Linked DNA regions of Bombyx mori: region 1 is linked to region 2. A link is a contact called in public Hi-C data. All regions are on one chromosome and are shown on one strand. Each heading gives the region's core, a stretch centred on a gene start, on an enhancer-like site or on the middle of the called end of the contact. The rest is flanking DNA. Distances are from core to core; before and after follow the strand shown.

Region 1 (2,738 bases), core at 140-2,639, 35 kb after region 2:
AGAGTTGATTATTGAAAACACGAATAAAACAACATTTTCAGAAAATAAATCGTAGCTAGTTCGATTTATCGCCCCCGAAATCCCCTGTATACTAAATTTTATGAAAATCGTTGGAGCCGTTTCCGAGATTCAGATTATATACATATATATTAATATACAAGAATTGCTCGTTTAAAGGTATAAGATTGATTTAAAAAAAAAAACAAGAAATACTTATGAAACGAGAATACGCATAGTTCTATACAGAAGACGGTAGTTTGATTATTTTGTTACTTTAAATAAATAGAATTGTATGCACTACAAATTTTAATTTCAGCTATTTTTCTCGTAAATATATACTATACCTATTTAACTGAATCATTTAATAAGCAATGACAAAGAAAAGTATTCATTTTACGAATGTTTAGTATTAAACTGACGCACGGTTAACAAGGAATAATAAACTATGACGCCTAAAATGATTTCATTGAGCTAGTGTAACTCCCTACTTTGAAATAGTAATTAATGTATAAATAAAAAATAAATGCGTTACATCTGCTTCTGAGTTATACGCATTGTCTATTTTTTTCGATATTCGAATCTTACTGAAAATATAAAACTTGATTTATGTAGTTTATTAAGCACTAAAGTGGTTGTAAGTTATTTTCTAAGTGTGTTTTCAAACGAAATGCGGTTTTAATCAATGTTTTTTTAAGTTTTGGGATAAAGAACTGAATGGTTCTCACTTGGTCGGATAAATTGTCACACCACTGATGCGCGGCCGTTTTCTTCCCGCCGTTCAGGCCGTTGGATAGATGCGGAGTCAACGGACCGCCCGTGAACAGGTCCTCGGTGAGGCTAGCGTCCGAAGTTATTCGGTTCCTCACCTCTGGAGGCGGACCCTGAGGCCCGACAAAGTCGAACTGGCCATCCCACATATCATATTCTAGCTCTAAGCTATCTTCCACCTCGATCGGGTCACCCATTGTCCCTCTTGACCGATTGAACAAACCGGACTTGAACATTTAAAATTTCGCTTTTCACTATACAGTAATTATCTTTGGATTTGTTCCAATATTGCACTATTCATAAATACTAAGTACTTATTGACTTATATGTAAATTGACTTCAGAACACAATTATAATTAATTTCTTGAGTATTAAGCTTAAGATTTCAATGGCACAATAATTAAAGTGATCGTTATTGATTCGAAAAAAAGATTTTTCTAATTTGATCATCAAAGAGTCTACACATACAGTTCACGTAATCCACTGAGCAGTATTAATAACTTTGTGTCACATTTTCACTTCGAATTTAATTGTCACACTTAAGAGTTATTCCTTAATCAAAACCAGAGGTCAAAAAAAGTTTTAGTTGTTGTCATACAGGAGAATCAAAATATTGAGCATCAGTCGACTTCTACGAAGCCGATTCAATGTTTTTGACGTCGGCTCTGACATTGTTCATACACAACGACTGATATCGACCGAAAGTCTCACTTGCAACGTTTATATATTTAATGGAAACGATAAAACCACAATCGAAAATAAAACTTTAAATGAACCGGCAAGAGTACGTGACGTTAGCACAGTATCGCGTGGAACACTGAAGGCGGGAAGGCGGCAAGGCGGACAGCTAACACGGCCCGCGCACCCCGCCCGTGACGCGACATGATTATCAGCTGGCCGAAGCCACAGCGCCACATGAATAAAGTTTATTCGCTCCCTACACGTATGCATGATTGTCTGATGTGTAGTAACAAGGCAATAACCCCTTTCACGGGCTCCCCTAGTCTGTCTGCAGTTCGTAATTTAACGGGCGAGGGACCACGATCACATCAGACTCCCTCGGGTACCATTGTCGCTCTGGATGAACCACATAATTACATATACCGAAATAAAAAAAGTACTTATTTACCATCTAGTAACAGTTGAATGTTTTTGTACGGTTTATGCTAGAAATATTATATAGGCCATATTTTTTTTTATTCTCGAAATGGATGTGTTTAGGGTCCATTTGAATTTGTTGCACCAGAACTTAGTAAGGTACAATCACTACTCGAGCGAGTTCAATACGTCGTCCCAACAGTAAAAAGCTTGACATAAGAAAGTGATAAAGAAAGTGAATTAACTAGGCGAACGTGCAATAGTTGTTCGGATATAAATGTAAATCCGTATAAACCTGTCTTGCAACTTGCATTCATAGGTTTTTAATTAGCTCAATGTCGATCGATGGCTTGAATTTGCCCGTATAAATAAAATACGAAGAGTAAATAAAACACTTCGCTTGTATTGCCTGTTAAAGATATAATTATAGAACATAACAGAAAAAAAATGTAGCAAAACAAATCGTGTAATCGAAATCTGTAGAAGGTATTGTTTGAATCGTGTGAAATTCGCGGTCGGAAATTTGGATTGAGTGTTGTTATTACGAGCTTTATTGGCTTACAACACAGACTGTGAAGCAATATCTTAATATACGCACATTTAACGTAGAATAGACATGATTTATTTATGAGTATCGTAAGTTATTATGTGAAAGGCAATTGTTTATTTGAACGTTTCCTTTGATAACTAAACGGCGGATGTCTATGCCATATGGCTGGATCGGCTTTAGAAATTCCATTCACGTTTATCTCGACTAGCCCATTGTGGGATCGTTCAATTGGAAGACGGATAATTGTATTTTTTTTTTTTTTTTATTCAGCATAAATAGTACAAGGGATAGCAAAAATCTAAGAACAATTAAACTTAGCGTT
Region 2 (3,082 bases), core at 45-2,544:
AATATTTACTATTAGGACACACATTATCCATAACAATTTAACAAGAAAATTGAGGTAAAGTAGTAGTAGTAGTACCATAGATTAAAGTAATTTTCCAAGTGGAAAGATAATTAACTTAAAAAGCAACGGCAAACAGCCTACTTGTTATTTGGTGGTTCCCAAAGAGCACAATCACTACATTGTAATTTAGAGCCTTAAGATCATGATTATGTTTTGCAAGACTACATTAAATATTCAATGTATTACTGTGGTTACTGGAGCCCGTAGACATCTACAACGTATATGCTGCCATTCACCTTCAGATATGAGTTTTATGGTCTCTACTGTAGCATAAGAATATTAAATTGAATTTTTACCTTTACTCCTTTAATTCCTGGCATTACATCAGGCGGAATACCTTTATCAAGTACTTTCCTATGAATTTTTTGCATGCATAATGGTTCTTTACTAGTTTGGGTTGTAGCTTTTTCTTCTAAAATTTCCTGAGAATTGAAATAGAACCAATTAATGTGTATGGAGAGCAAGAAATGACTAATGTGAACTATCATAAAGGTTTACCTTTGGGACACTTTTCACAGCCAATATGTCATCCATTTTGGATCCTACAAGCATAACTTTTCCTCCTTTGACGATTCCAGCTTTCCTGAGCGTCATTTCATCGCGAGCCATACCTTTGATGATTAATTTTTGAGCTGATTGCGGAACGCCGCATATCCTTTCCAAATGAGCTTTTAGTTCTAACACTGTGGCGTCGTAAGCAAACGTAATATCATGTTTCACTTTGTTAAAAACTACAGTAAATTCGACTTGTTCTGGGATCTCGCAGACTTCGCTTTCCTCTGTGGTATCGGATGTACCGGCTGAGCACTCCGCTGGTGGATCTATCTGCAATATTTTTTCGTTGACCACGGGTTTATCCATGATTTTAGTTGCGCCATTCGATACAGAATTTGGATCTTGATTTTCTGTTGTATCTCCTTTTTCTGATGCTAACAAATAAAAATAAACGTGAGTTAGCAAATTTCTAGAACAAAAGGACCCTCGATGTACGTTGATAAATTCATTTTACTTCACGAAAATAAATGGTACAATGTTGTTCCCACCTATGTGATCCATACTGTGATGTTTAATTTAAGTATAATTTTGTAAAAAATTAAAAAAGCAATTTTATGATATTGTTTTGGAATAAATAATTAGAAGACAGCCGATACTGACAAACTGACATAAACGAACAATTTTTTAACACGACCACAGAGTTTTTTGTGCTTAACTCTTCCTTCGGGCAGGCAAAGGAAACGTAGCCAATATATCTAAAATGTGAAACTGTGTGAATTAATAAATTTCATTAATGTAGTGCTTCTTCAGGTTTAAAAATTTAATGATGGTGGCCGATTAATTGTTTGTACAAGTGAGATTTCATCGATTCTTTCAAAAATTAACCTGAAGTATCAGTAAATTCCCATCATTACACTATGACATTATTTTGTTTAACTTTATCTCGTTTGTTTTTCCCCCATTGAGTTTGTTGCCGGGTCTTCTCATTTGGTCGCGATTTTGATCCGATTATAGATTCAGAGAAACTGCTCTTACTAGGCATAATGTTAGCAAGTTCTCTCAAACTGAGCCCCGTAAGCTTTTTTATTATTATTTTTTTGCTTAGATGTGTGGACGTGCTCGTCACCCATCTGGTGTTAAGTGGTTACCGGAGCCCATAAATATCTCCAACGTAAATGCGCCACCCACCTTGAGATATAAGTTCTAAGGTCTCAGTATAATTACAACGGCTGTCCCACTCTTCAAACCGAAACGCATTACTGCTTTATGGCAGAAATAGGCAGGATGGTGGTACCTGCCCGTGCGGACTTACAAGAGGTCCTACCACCAGTAATTACGCAAATTATAATTTTGCGGATTTGATTTTTATTACACGACGTTATTCCATCACCGTGGTAGTCAATCGTGAACATTTGTAAAGTTCGTATTTCATTAGAAAAATTGGTACCCATCACCGGGATTCGAACTCCGATGCATCGCAAGATGTCCACCGAACGTCTTATCCTTTAAGACACGACGACTTCAAACTCACCTATCCGCCGCCGCGTAGTTGGTATTGCAACAGAATTTAAGAAGAAAATACTTGGACTGACTTGGCTTAAAGGTCTGGTTACCAGGCCTAAAATCTTTAAAAGAACCTTAAAAAATCTTTTTCTTTTGGTTTCCATGGCAGCGATTTTCTAAACAAAAACTTTTCTAATGATTAGGTAGGCGCACACTGAAAAACAGCAGTTAATACAATTAAGATAATAATTTCATACTTTTCTATGACTGACTAATCCTTTTTTTAGTTTCCTAGGTTTATTAACTCATTACATTATTTTCATATAGTTTTCTTATGATTGTCTTCGATTACCAAGGTGTTAACTAAAACAAGAAGCTGAATCAAAATTAACCGTTAGGGCCAATCCGGGCTATTCTCTAATAATTATTTCCGATAATGAACTTTAACATGGATGATCCACTAGCAGGAATCCTGAGTGACGGCAGTGATGATAGTTTTTTTGATGACGATATTTTGGGCAAGAAAAAGCCTGCAAAGAAAGCGAATCCTAGAGCAACAGAAAATAAAAATGCTTTATTTGAAATAGAACAAGCAGGCAAGCCTGCTACAAAACTGAAGCCCGATATTGCCACTAAAGATGTATCATTGGAGTTCAGCAAAGAAGACGCGAGGGAAACAAAATTAAATACAACATCACCCGGTCCTACGAAACGCGTTTCAAAAGATTCGTTCAAATTGCAGCCTCTTGAGACAAAAACAAAAACTAGTGAGTTTACTCCTAAATCACCAGCAAAGGCGACTGCTTTGAATATTTTAGATTTATTGGACGAACCAAAGAATGACAGAGTGGCACCAGAGAAGGGCAAGAGTAGCCAATCTCTCTTAGATGATATTTTGGGAGGTCCAACATCAAAATCGTCTAACGTTACAAAAAATCGACCAGCGACCACTGTAAATACCAACTTCGATCTAGATACGTTTCTAGGGAACGAAGATACAAAGCCACCTTCTAACAAGGGTGTT

The links. A called contact is a pair of places that touch in the nucleus more often than the background predicts.
Region 1: a Hi-C map of whole pupa shows a contact between it and region 2, with 3 times the contacts expected there. The contact joins the enhancer-like site here to the promoter of LOC101741027 in region 2. A contact is called at or near these places in 3 of 7 Hi-C or Micro-C datasets (midgut and whole pupa).

What each region holds. Positions count from the first base shown.
Region 1 is chr11:10,255,977-10,258,714 of ASM3026992v2, forward strand. All of the region lies in intron 7 of LOC101737965 (rab11 family-interacting protein 4), which reads right to left. Among protein-coding and RNA genes, the nearest start is that of LOC119629150, 9.3 kb to the left of the region's middle. Within about 2 kb of position 1,390, at least 8 of the 8 cell types and tissues checked have open chromatin away from gene starts, as enhancers often do.
Region 2 is chr11:10,221,524-10,224,605 of ASM3026992v2, forward strand. LOC101741027 (fas-binding factor 1 homolog) reads left to right here and starts at 1,295. Exons shown (of 11, transcript XM_012695033.4): 1 at 1,295-3,082. The coding sequence starts at 2,495. It overlaps LOC101741174 (ubiquitin domain-containing protein UBFD1), which reads right to left and starts at 1,272. Exons shown (of 6, transcript XM_038013982.2): 1 at 1,104-1,272; 2 at 559-989; 3 at 357-482. The coding sequence starts at 1,116.